Regions from separate parts of the Oryctolagus cuniculus genome. Here region 2 is linked to region 1. Evidence: chromatin contacts called from public Micro-C data. All regions are on one chromosome and are shown on one strand. Each heading gives the region's core, a stretch centred on a gene start, on an enhancer-like site or on the middle of the called end of the contact. The rest is flanking DNA. Distances are from core to core; before and after follow the strand shown.

The links. A called contact is a pair of places that touch in the nucleus more often than the background predicts.
Region 2: a contact with region 1 is called in a Micro-C map of ear pinna, with 2.9 times the contacts expected there. The contact joins the promoter of FEN1 here to the promoter of FADS3 in region 1. A contact is called at or near these places in 2 of 6 Hi-C or Micro-C datasets (ear pinna and an unstated tissue).

Annotation. Positions count from the first base shown.
Region 1 is chr1:10,274,951-10,281,107 of mOryCun1.1, reverse strand. It overlaps FADS3 (fatty acid desaturase 3), which reads right to left and starts at 3,554. Exons shown (of 12, transcript XM_070069679.1): 1 at 3,107-3,554. The coding sequence starts at 3,331.
Region 2 is chr1:10,438,917-10,445,073 of mOryCun1.1, reverse strand. It overlaps FEN1 (flap structure-specific endonuclease 1), which reads left to right and starts at 2,451. Exons shown (of 2, transcript XM_008274406.4): 1 at 2,451-2,640; 2 at 4,754-6,157. The coding sequence starts at 4,775. The coding sequence ends at 5,917. TMEM258 (transmembrane protein 258) reads right to left here and starts at 2,302. Exons shown (of 4, transcript XM_002721019.5): 1 at 2,166-2,302. The coding sequence starts at 2,168.

The DNA.
Region 1 (6,157 bases), core at 2,305-4,804:
TCCCCATCACCCCTCCAGTGCCGCAGCCCCTCTGCTGAGAGGCCGTGCTTTTGCTCTCTCCCTTAGGGGCCCCTTGGAACGCATCAGATTCCCAGGGCTCCCCCTCCTCTTTAGACTAAAACCCAAGTCCTTCCAAGGGCACCAGAGCCCGGCAGGAGCCAGTCTCTGCTGCCCCTAGAGCGCACGTGGCTGCTCTGCTCACTACTGCCCTCTACTGCGGCCCCGCTGCATTTCTTGGATATGGCAAACCTAGTCCCACCTCTGAGCTTCCGGTGCTGCTGATCCCCCTGCCGGGAGCTTCTTCTCTGCAGATGTTTGGTTCACAGCTACTTCGGTGTCAGAACAGAGCAGCACATGGGGTGCATGCTGACCAATCGAATGACCCAACTATTATGTAATGAATGAATGGGGCGGGCGTTTGGTACAGGTTAAACTGCCACTGGGGAGGCCTGCACCCCATATCAGAGTCCTGGCTCTGCTCCCGACCCCAGCTGCTTGCTGATGCACACCTTCGGAAGCAGCAGAGGATGGCTCAGTGGTTGGGTCCCTGCCAACCACACGGGAGACCTGGATTGAGTTCTGGGCTCCTGGCTTTGGCCGGGCCCAGTCCTGGCAGTTAGTTACAGCTCTTTGGGGAGTGAACCAGGGAATGGAAACATGTTCTGTCAAGCGCTCTGTACCTTCACCTTTCAAATACATTTTATAAAAAAGGAATTAATGACTAGAGTCAACATCCAAGTGGAAGTGTAGCATATGGTTAACAGCAGTGGGCTATGCATTCACGTTCCAGACCCATCATGTGACTTCGGGTCACTTCCCTGCTCTGAGCCCAAGTTCTCTGATCTGTAAAGCGGGGATGACAAAAACAGTGCCTGCCTCATGGGAGTATCCTGAGGACTAAAAGAGAATCACTAAGTCAAGCGTTGAATTCAAGGCCTGGTGCACAGTAGGTGCTCCGAGCATGGCTGCTGTGTGTTTGGGATCAGCGGTGGGCGGCGGAGACTTGCCCCACCACAGCCAGCTCTGCTAGTCTCAGGACGCCTGTGACTCTTAGAAAAACCTGGCTCAGGGCCTACAGCACTTTCCCCAGGGCACCCGGCTTTGTATCCCAGGATGGCCACTGGCTGACTTCATGGCCCAGGAACTCTGGGAATTTCCTGGCAGGAAGGCTTCAATTGCCTGGACATGAACAGCTGATGGGCGGCTGGGGTGGTGAGAGGGGCTGCCCCACCCCCACCTGAGCTCCAGGGCCCCGGCTGGGGCATCTGGCCTGTGGGCTCCACCACACAGGGCACTGGGCCAGTGCAACCCCTGGTCTGCCTCGGGGATCCATCCTGGGTCCATCCCAGCCACTCACAGCCCCTGCGGCCTGAACAGACCAGGTATTTTTGGCAACTGCAGCCTGGTGAGGGAGCTAAGAGTCCGCCTGAAGCAACCCCTTCCTATGACAGAGAGGGTCAGAGCCTGACGGGGTCGCCCGAGAGAGCGGGGTAGCTGTGCCAGAGGCTGTCTCACGGTGCGATCATCGACGTTTACCGAACACAACAACCCACTGCGTGAGAGCCCTGGGGCCCTGGAGCTGAGAAGGCACAGTCCTGGTCCCACTGGCCGGAGGGAGGGAACTGAGGCTCAGAGGAGCGACACACCCAGTTCAAGGTCACTCCAAGCCTCCAATGGCAGAGCCAGCACCAACCCCAGGGAACAGATTTTTTTTTAAACAGACCTTATGAGCCGCGCAAATCAATGAGAAAACTATGAGATGGAGGTCTGGCACTAAGTGTGTCAGGAGTCCCACACTGGCGGCCCCGGGCCCAAGCCTGGCCCTGAGCAGGAAAAGGCAACCAACAAACGCTCTCTGGAGTCCTCGCCCTCATCTGCTCCCACTCTGCCCTCCTGGCTAACAACAGCCAAAGCCAGCATCTCCAAGACCCCGGCCGGGCAGCCAGGGCTCAGAGGGAGGGGCTGCAGCACCCACAGCCGCCGTGTGTCCGAAACGCACACACAGGCAGCCACACTCGCACCTGCTGGCAAATGCAGGCTTGCCCATGCCCACCCCCCTGCTGGCCCGCCGGCTGCTTCAACCCACAGCCAGGCTGTCCCCCAGGGCCACCAACCCGGCCCCTGGGTGCCCAGGGGCCCTGTGCCCCAGCTCTCAGAGTTTCAGGTTTCTCACTCTAATCCCTCAGCTTCCTGGCATGGAAGTGGGGACACAGACTTTTCTCCCCAGAGAGTCCAGGGAACACTGTGGCCCAGCCCACGGGAGAAGGCAACAGCAGCAGGGATGGCCGGGCAGCCCGGGGACGGCACAGACTCCTGCCGCCTGAAGCTCCACCATTAGTGATTCATCCCGTTACCCAGTGCCGCCAGCCTGGCATCCCAGAGGGTCAAGGACGGAGCACGGCGGTCCCAACCCCCGTTCTACAGGTGGGGGGCCGAGGGCAGGGGCTGATAAGTCTCCTCCCGAGGGACTGGTCTGGGCTCCTGCCAGACGCTCCCACGGGGCCAGGCCTCGGGCCCTCCTTGTCTGGATATGGACCAGGGAAAGGAAACGGGGGTCCCCAGGGGCCGGCCTCTTCCTCCGTGACTGCTTCCCCGGGGAGCCCACCCATGGTGGCTGGGGAGCCCTCCCACGTGCAGCTGCCAGCCCAGGAGAGGTGAGTCACTGCCCCTCACAGCAGCTTACAGGCTCCCGGGAAAGCCACAGACCTCGGGGCCCTGCCCAGCTCCCAGCTCCGAGGGCACATCCCTGCCAGCCATGGGGACCCTGCCGGGCCCTAGCGCCCAGCTCCGGCAGCGGGGCCTGGGGGAACCCAGAACCGAGATGGGAGCCTGTTAGTCGTGGCACACCCACCTCTGAGGGCCCCTGCCTCCCTGCCCCCCCACCACGGACCCTCTCCAAGTGGGGAAGTAGCCTCCCCACCCCGCGTCAGGCCCCTGGCCCGCCCAACCCAACGCAATTCTGGTTCCTGGCTGTGGAGGCCAAAGGTCAGCGAGGGGAGGATGCTACGCCCCCCTTCCCCCCACCCCAGCAGGTAGATCGGCACGGTGCCCACGACCCAGGCCCCTGCAGGCGCCCGGCTCCACCCCGGGGAGCCCGGTTTCTCACCGTGGCGTCCTCGGCGCCGTGGTGGCCGATGAGGCGGCTGCCCCCTGGGTGCCGCTGCGCCCAGCGGCTGATGTCGTAGACGCGGCGCTCGATGACCAGCCACTTGTCGCCCGGCAGGTCGTGCGGGCGGATCTGCTCCCAGCGGAGGGTGGGCAGCGGCGCCCCCGGTTGCGCGGGCCCCGCCCGCGGCCCCGGCTCCCCGCCGGGCTCCCCGACGCCTCCCATGGTTGCAAGCAAAAGTCCCGGAGACCCCGGGCCGCTGCCGAGGTGCGAGCGAGACCCCGAGGGAAGCGAGGTGGCGTTCCCGGGGGCTTCCTGCGCCGCCGCCCGCGCCGCCCGGCCCCGCCCTGCCGCTGCGGCCGCCGTACGAGCGTGCGCCTGCCCGGCTCTCCGCGCAGGGAACTTTTCCCTCCCTTATAACCGCGCTGACAGCGCCCGCCTCGCCCTCCCCTCGCTCCGGCCCCCGGCCGGCTGCCCCGCGCCGCTCCAATCCCAGCGCGGCGCCTCGGCCTCCATTGGCCCGCCGGGGAGGGCGGTGTCGAGGCGGACTCGCCCCACCCGGGAGGGCCGCGGCCACCACGCCCGGCCCTGCCCCCAGGACACTGTCCCGCCCCCAGCTCCCGCGGCTCGCGGCTCCCGGCTTGGCCGAGGGGGGGATGGGGACCCAGTGCACACCCGGTGTGCGTCCCGCCGCGCCCTCGGGGGTCAGCGCCCGGGGCTGGGCGTGGGGGGGGCGATGATGGGTGCGGGGCGTAGGGGCCTTCAGCCGTGCGTCCTGGAACGTTGAAGCCCGAGCGCCCACAGATGGGGACGCTACCTCGGGGGTGACTGCAAACGGCCACCCCCAACCCCGGTCTCCGTGGCGAGGCCGCTCCTCCAACGCTGCGGCTCACGCGGAGCCCTCTGCTGGAGGCAGCCTCGCGTCCGCCTGCAGGGCCGGGGATGCCCAGGGGTGGCTCCTATGGGGGAAGGGTGCCGCGCGGGGTGGCCGGCTTCTTTCCTCCCCACCCTGCTTACCTGACCGCGACACTTTTTTTTTTTTTTTAATGTATGCATTCAAGTCCTTAGGAACGTGTTTGGGTTAAAGACGCCGGGTCCCCAGAGTTAACAGTTCGTCAGCAGGAATGAGTAAGACCAGGCTAAGGTTCTGCACCTGGCTAAAATCCAGAATGTGATTCAGATCTGGTTTGGGGGCAGAAAAGTATTTCTAACAAGTTCCTAGGTGAAACTGATGTCTCCGTTTGGGGAACACACTTGGAGAACCCTGAATGTATTTCTCTGATATGCTAACATTTTGTCGTGGTCTTAACAATTTGTTGAAAATCACCAGTTAATGCAATTGTCCTTTAGGTTCCTTGGGGGACTGGTTCCAGAAAATTCTCTTTATTTTTTTTTTATTTTTTATTTTTTGACAGGCAGAGTGGACAGTGAGAGAGAGACAGAGAGAAAGGCCTTCCTTTGCCGTTGGTTCACCCTCCAATGGCCGCCGCGGCCGGCGCGCTGCGGCCGGCGCACCGCGCTGATCCGATGGCAGGAGCCAGGAGCCAGGTGCTTTTCCTGGTCTCCCATGGGGTGCAGGGCCCAAGCACCTGGGCCATCCTCCACTGCACTCCCTGGCCACAGCAGAGAGCTGGCCTGGAAGAGGGGCAACCGGGACAGAATCCGGCGCCCCGACCGGGACTAGAACCCGGTGTGCCGGCGCCGCAAGGTGGAGGATTAGCCTAGTGAGCCGCGGCGCTGGCCAGAAAATTCTCTTTAAAGGCCAAAATCCTCAAGTGCTCAATCTGCACATAACCTGTGCACATCTTTCCACACGCTTTGTCAGGTCTAGAATACCTGCCTCCCCGGGGCAGCTCAAATGCTATAGAAATGGTTGTTGTGCTGTATTATCTGGGACTAAGGATGAGAAAAAAATCCGTATACCCGTTCAGTACAGACCCAAGCGTCACAGGCCTGACCACATGTACATGGTGAGAGGCAGGGCGTACAGTGTTCCAACAGCGAGTGCTGGAATCAAGACCATGAGCCCGTGGAGGCTGCTACTGCAGGTGCCTCTGCATCCTACATTCCGTGGAACCGGCGCAGTGCCCAGTGGGCGGCAAATCCAAGTTTTGCATTTTGGAAATTTCTAGAATTTTTTGGGGGTGGCGCAGTTTCCACCTGGAGTGAGTTGACTACATGGCCGATTGTATTTGTGCCACAGATGAACCAGGCACTGCAGAAGGGCAGAGCAGGCCTCTGGTTCTTCCTCCTGGGTACCAGGTGCACCTCCCCTGGGTAGTCAGGATGGCGGGTAGGCCTGTGATGCCAATGGACCAAGGCTGCCTGAGCCCTCTCCACAGTGGCTCCCACCAAAACTGCAGCCCCACGTGGGACTGCGTGTCGGGGAGGTGGCCGGGACTGGAGGTGACGCAGTGCCCCTGACCCCACAGGGTTGCACTGAGCGTGTGGATGAAGGTGGCAGATTCTTGTAGGAAAGGCCCCCTCCCCAAACCAGAATCCAGCCCACCCACAGGGGACATGGCCCCCACTGCACCTTCAGCAGTCCTCAGTGGTCAGATGTGGCCAGCGCTGGGGCCATCCAGGGACTCCTTCCCTGGGGTCCTGGCCTAGGTCCAGCCAGGGTGTGAGGCGGCTGAGAATGGGGTGTGTTAGGTGCTCCCACCACGCCAGGAGAGATGGAGAAGACGAAGGCCCAGACAGGGTCTCCCAGGAGGTTAAAGGAAGACAGGGCTCAGGCCAAGCTGTCCCCTCCAGCCACTTGAGCCCAGCACAGCAGACAGATGGGTGGGCCCTCCTGCCACCGGGAGTTTGTTCCCATAATGCCTTTACTATGTCTCCTGTGCAGACAAACAGCTCGCCTGTGACCTCCCAGAGGCTTCACCCCAGTGGACCTTTCAACTTTCAGAGAGTCAGGGTGGGGTGGGGGGAGCTGGGGACTCCATTGTCTCTAAACCCCCAAGTCAGGGCAGCCACAGCGTCTCAAGCCTGCTTGGAAGGGGAGAGGCATCACTCGACATTCCTGAACTGCCAGGGTTTGTAGGGGTGTGT
Region 2 (6,157 bases), core at 1,202-3,701, 170 kb before region 1:
CCACTTCTTCTTCCTTTTTAAAAATTAATTAATTTATTTGAAAGAGTTGCAGAGGGAGAGGCAGACAAAGGTTTTCACCCACTGGTTTACTTTCCAAGTGGCTGCAATGCCCAGAGTTGAGCCAGGCCAAAGCCAGGCAGGTCTCCTACATGGGTGGCAGGGGTCCAAGCACTTGGGTCATCTTCCGCTGCCTTTCCCAGGCCATTAGCAAAGAGCTGGATTGGAAGCAGAGCAGCCGGGATAAAAACCAGGGCCCATGTGGGATGCTGGGTTTGCAGGCAAAAGCTGTACCCACAAACGCCACAACCCAGCTGCTCTACTTCTGATCCAGCTCTCTGCTAATGGGTCTGGGAAAGCAGCAAAAGATGACCCAAGTACTTGGGCCCCTGCCACTCACATGGTTGACCAAGATGAAGTTCTGGGCTTCTGGCTTTGGCCTGGCCCAGCCCCGGCCATCATGGCTACTTGGAGAATGAGCCTGCAGATGGAAGCTCTCTCTCTCTCTCTGACCCTCTCTGTCACTCCGCCTTTAAAATAAGCATTAAAAACCAAAACACCAAAGTGGCACTTTTCAATATGGGACAAGAAGGGTAGCTTAGAGGCTGAGACACAGAAGGTAACAGGCTGCAGCTCAAACATCCTTAGCATTTTCCGACACCAATGGCCACTATGAAACGTAGTGAAAGATATACTTCCTGTCTGGGAGAAAAATCACATAGAGAAAAAGTTTTCTTACAAACTTCAGAGCTTTGTGGATGTATGCCTACAGACACCAAGCTGGGGATCCCTGCTACAAGGCACGGACCTGGACTGGTACCTAATCTCAATTTCTAATGGAGAATTCCTCCCACTACACGTTTATGGATTCTCAGGACCCATAAGCAAAAGAAAACAGTTAGAATTCTGGCTCCAACAAGTAATCTGAGTCTTGGTGAAGTGGTTACAATAACATCTATTTGGGGCCCGCACTGTAGCACAGTGAGTGGGCTAAGTGTCTGCCTGCAGCACTGGCATCCCATTTGGACACCTGTTCGTGTCCCGGCTGCTCCTCTTCCGATCCAGCTCTCTGCTATGGCCTGAGAAAGTGGTAGAAGATGGCCCAAGTACTTGGGCCCTTGCACCCACGTGGGAAACCAGGAAGAAGCTCCTGGGTCCTGGCTTTGGTTTGGCCCAGTTCTGAAAGTTGTGGCCATTTGGGGAGTGAACCAGTGGATGGAAGATCTTTCTGTCTCTCCCTCTGTCTGCAACTCTGTGTCTCAAATAAATAAAATCTTTTAAAAAAATAATATCTATCTGACACAGAGTTGCTGTATGATTTAAGAAAGCTGATGCATGTCCACCATCTAGTTTAGTGCCCCACATACAGTAGCTGTTCAATAGGTGTTTGTTTCCTTCCTAAGGTTGCAAGGAAGATGATGAGATAATGCCTGTGAAAGAGGCTACACACGTCAAGTTTTGTACAAATGTTCACTTCCATTGTCACCCACTAAGCCAACGCTTCTAAAATCCAGAACATAACAACTCGGGAGAAGTAAACTGACCCCATTGTTCCAAGAGATACTGGAATTGAATTCAGTAAACAATTATGTCCCCCTCACCCCCCTAAGAACGATGAAGACAATCGCGGCTATTTATCCAGCCTCCAATTACGGGCCCTGTGTTGGGCACCGGGAATACAAAGGCTAATAGACATCACCCAGAGCTAGAGGCGCGTCAGATGGTGGTCACTAGGAGGCGTGGCAGAAAACAAAGGCGGCCAAGAAACGTGGCAAGAGGTCTGTGCAGAGGCTGGGGGCGCTCCCAAGAGAAGGGGACCAAGTGCCCGTGAGAGTCCAGACACTGGCCAGGGCCTTGTGGGATGAGTACAAGGCGGGGGAAGAACTTTCTAGAGATCACAGGGAACACACACACAAGTTCCAGGGTACTCAAAGTGCACCTCACACCCCTCACCCTTTATAAACAGCAGGAGCTGAAGCCCAGCGGGGCTACATCTCAGCCTACGGAGTCCATGGCAAGTCCTTCCTCGCCCCTCAGCTCAAACCGGGGCCCCAGGAGCGCTCCAACATCTGAATCTTGGACTTGAGACCTCCGCGAAAGTACGCGGTGTGAATCAGACCCCGAGCCGTGCTCTCCGCCCTGCTCAGAACTCCCCTCATCCCTCTCACCATTTTGCCGGGCACAGCCTAAGTCGCCACTCCGCCACCGGAAGAACACGTCGGCAGGAGCAGGCGCCTTGTTCGTCCGGAAGAGGAAGTGCTCTCGTGCGAATGGCATTGTGGGACTTGTAGTCTTTTAGTTTCAGGTGTGCTCGGAGCTGGGATCTGTGGGGCCTGATGTAGTACCCTACTCCTGGAGCAGAGTGAGCAACGCAAGAATAGGGAAGGCTTAGCTGAGCGAGTCCTTTCTCCCTAGCGAAACTGTTTGCCTTGGGAGCAAGGTGTTCGAGAGAGCCAGAGCGTGCACTACGCTCCCCAGGAAGCTGTGCGCCGCGGGCCGGTCACGTGACGGGAGCGCGGGCTTTGGAAGGCGGCGGAGTGAGGGTCTGCCCGCGACAAGAGCTGAGGGGAGCGGAGCTTAGGACTGTGCTGGGCAACACCTGGCGAAGCGCTACCTGCCCAGGCCTCGCGCCGCAAAGGCCAGGTGAGACTCCATGGGACGCTCCTGAGAGCGACGGGGGCCGCTTTGCGCCGGGTGCCCTGTCGCTCGCGGGTTCTCAGGCCGTCCCGCCACTTTCCCGTTGTGGGATTTGGGATCTTTTGCATAACCTCCGAGCCCCTCCTTTGCTTGTAGAAGGAGGCCCATAACTACCACGTTATGAGGTCGTGGGGTATTATTTTTTATTATTATTGTTATTTTTTAAACTAAGGCTTTGGACGCAAAGCCTGTTCGCAGCCTCGCTTGCTGAGGCCCCTTGGCTGCTGTATTGAATGCCGCCGAGAGCGCCCGCGGCTCGCAGAGCGACGTGCTCTGCTCTGGGCACACGGGCTAACAGTGCTGCCCGCTTGGGGACCCGAACCCGAGGACCGGGTGGGTTCCGTCTCGGGCACCTGGGTCATGGCGGAAGATCGCCGGTTAACGCAGCGGGAATCCGCAAGACAGGCTCGGTTGTCACAGAGTGGAGAAGCCCAGAGCGAAGTGCGCTGTGACGCCGATGGTGCACGCGGGCGCCCGGACTCAAGGCCAGGGCTTGGCCACGGGCATTCACAGGGGAGCTAGAAGGAGATGGACCGTGAAGGAAGGGTGAGAGGTTGGCGGGAAGAGGGCACCGAAAAGGCAGCCCCGAGCACAGCCTTTCGATTGGGTTCCCAGACTGAGGAGGTTGGTTGTAGAGTATTTATTTATTTATTTGAAGAGCACAGTTACAGAGAGGCAGAGAGAGAGATTCCATCCGCTGGTTCACTCCCCGATGGCCGCAATGGCCAGAGCTGCGCCGATCTGAAGTCAGGAGCCAGCAGCTTCTTCTGGGTGCCCCACGCGGGTGCGGGGGCCCAAGCACTTGGGTCATCTTCTACTGCTTTCCCGGGCAATAGCAGAGAGCTGGATCGGAAGTGGAGCAGCCGGGAGTAGAACCAGCGCCCATATGGGATGCCGCACTACAGGCGGCGGCTTTACCGGCTGCACTACAGTGCCAGGCCCTGTAGAGGATTTCTTAATGAGGAACACCTGCTACCAGTGCGTACAGGATGACTTTAAATTGCACATAATTGTGTGCATTTAAAGATCTGTTAGGTGAATGCAAGTTCAGATTTTAACTGGAGGTGGCAAAAATGGTGATGGCAGTTTGGGAAAGATTTGCTAAGGGACCTGGGTCACGGATGATGAAGCACTGGCTCCTATTTGCAACTGCCCGCCAGTGTAGACCCTGTGATGAGCAGGTTCAAGTTGGTTGGGTTCTTGACTTCCTCTTCCGCTGACCCAGCCCCTGGCTGTTGCAGGCATTTGGGTAGTGAGCCGGCAGGTGGGCGCTCTATGTCTCTCTGCCTCTCAGATAACTAAGTAAAAACTACATGTATAATACATATATGTGTAGATTTCCCACAATTTTTTAAAAGATTTTATTTATTTGAGACAGTTACAGTGAGTTGTAGAGAGAGAGGGAAAGGTCTTATATCCGCAGGTTCACTCCCCAGATGGCCACAACGGTTGGAGCTGGGCTGATCCAAAGCCAGGAGCCAGGAGCTTCTTCCAGGTCTCCTATGTGGGTGCAGAGGCCCAAGTTTTGGGCCATCTTCTGCTGCTTTCCCAGGTCTTAGCAGAGAGCTGGATTGGAGCAGCCAGGAGTCGAACTGGTGCCCAAATGGGATGCCAGCACTGCAGGTGGTGGCTTCACCTGCTGCACCACAGTGCTGGCCCCTCCACAAAATTTTTGAAGCCCTGTTTCTTAGCTGCTATTTGCCTGTCCTTTAGGGCTCAGTTCTTCCAGCTTGCTCCCTAAACTCCTCAAGCTGCGTCCGCCATCTTCTCGTCTTCTCCAGTTCTTGATACATGGGTTTCGGTCTTGAATGAGAGGTGATAGTGCTGTCCTTGCCACAGGGTCCTCTCATGAACGTGGCAGTGTCTTTATTTCTCCTCTTTTGATAGACTGTAATTTTCTTGAGAACGACGGCCATTGTTTTGGTCATCTTCTCAGCCTTTGCAGTGCTGCATTGGAGTAGCTGGGACATGCAGTTGGTGTGAGGCACCAGTTATAACCCTCTTCTTCTTTGCAACCTTGAAGTTTCTCTGCCTCTTACTTGCCTTTTTTTTTTTTTAGCCATCCCTCCTCCAAATTGCCATGGGAATTCAAGGCCTGGCCAAACTGATTGCCGATGTGGCCCCCAGTGCCATCCGGGAGAATGACATCAAGAGCTACTTTGGCCGCAAGGTGGCCATTGACGCCTCCATGAGCATTTATCAGTTCCTGATCGCGGTCCGCCAGGGTGGGGAAGTGCTGCAGAACGAGGAGGGTGAGACCACCAGCCACCTGATGGGCATGTTCTACCGCACCATCCGCATGATGGAGAATGGCATTAAGCCTGTGTATGTCTTTGACGGCAAGCCCCCACAGCTCAAGTCAGGGGAGCTGGCCAAACGCAGTGAGCGGCGGGCAGAGGCGGAGAAGCAGCTGCAGCAGGCTCAGGCTGCCGGAGCTGAGGAGGAGGTGGAAAAGTTCACCAAGCGGCTGGTGAAGGTCACCAAACAGCACAATGACGAGTGCAAACATCTGCTGAGCCTCATGGGCATCCCATACCTCGACGCGCCCAGTGAGGCAGAGGCCAGCTGTGCAGCCCTGGTGAAGGCTGGCAAAGTCTATGCTGCGGCCACAGAGGACATGGACTGCCTCACCTTCGGCAGCCCTGTGCTGATGCGGCACCTGACTGCCAGTGAGGCCAAGAAGCTGCCCATCCAGGAGTTCCACCTGAGCCGGATTCTGCAGGAGCTGGGCCTGAACCAGGAGCAGTTTGTGGATCTGTGCATCCTGCTGGGCAGCGACTACTGTGAGAGCATCCGGGGCATCGGGCCCAAGCGAGCTGTGGACCTCATCCAGAAGCACAAGAGCATCGAGGAGATCGTGCGGCGGCTCGACCCCAATAAGTACGCTGTGCCAGAAAATTGGCTGCACAAGGAGGCCCAGCAGCTCTTCTTGGAGCCCGAGGTGCTGGACCCAGAGTCTGTAGAGCTGAAGTGGAGTGAGCCAAACGAAGAAGAGCTGGTCAAGTTCATGTGTGGTGAGAAGCAGTTCTCCGAGGAGCGAATCCGCAGTGGAGTCAGGCGGCTGAGCAGGAGCCGCCAAGGCAGCACCCAGGGCCGCCTGGACGATTTCTTCAAGGTGACCGGCTCACTCTCTTCAGCTAAGCGCAAGGAGCCAGAACCCAAAGGATCGGCTAAGAAGAAGGCAAAGACTGGGGCAGCAGGGAAGTTCAAACGGGGAAAATAAAGATGTTTCCCTTCACCGTATCTCCTTGACCCCAGAATATCTGCCTTGTACCCTCCAGAGCTACAGCTAGAAGAATCTCCATGGGGGTGGGGAGGGGATTCCATTACTTTCCTAGTGCTATGCTTCTCAGTAGCTTTTTCCTTTTTTTTTTTCCTTTCCCCACTTGATCTCTTGGCAGAAAGACATAAAGGTGTTTGTTTTCTTTTTTAGCTCAGGAAAGTGAGTCAGGCTCAAACCACT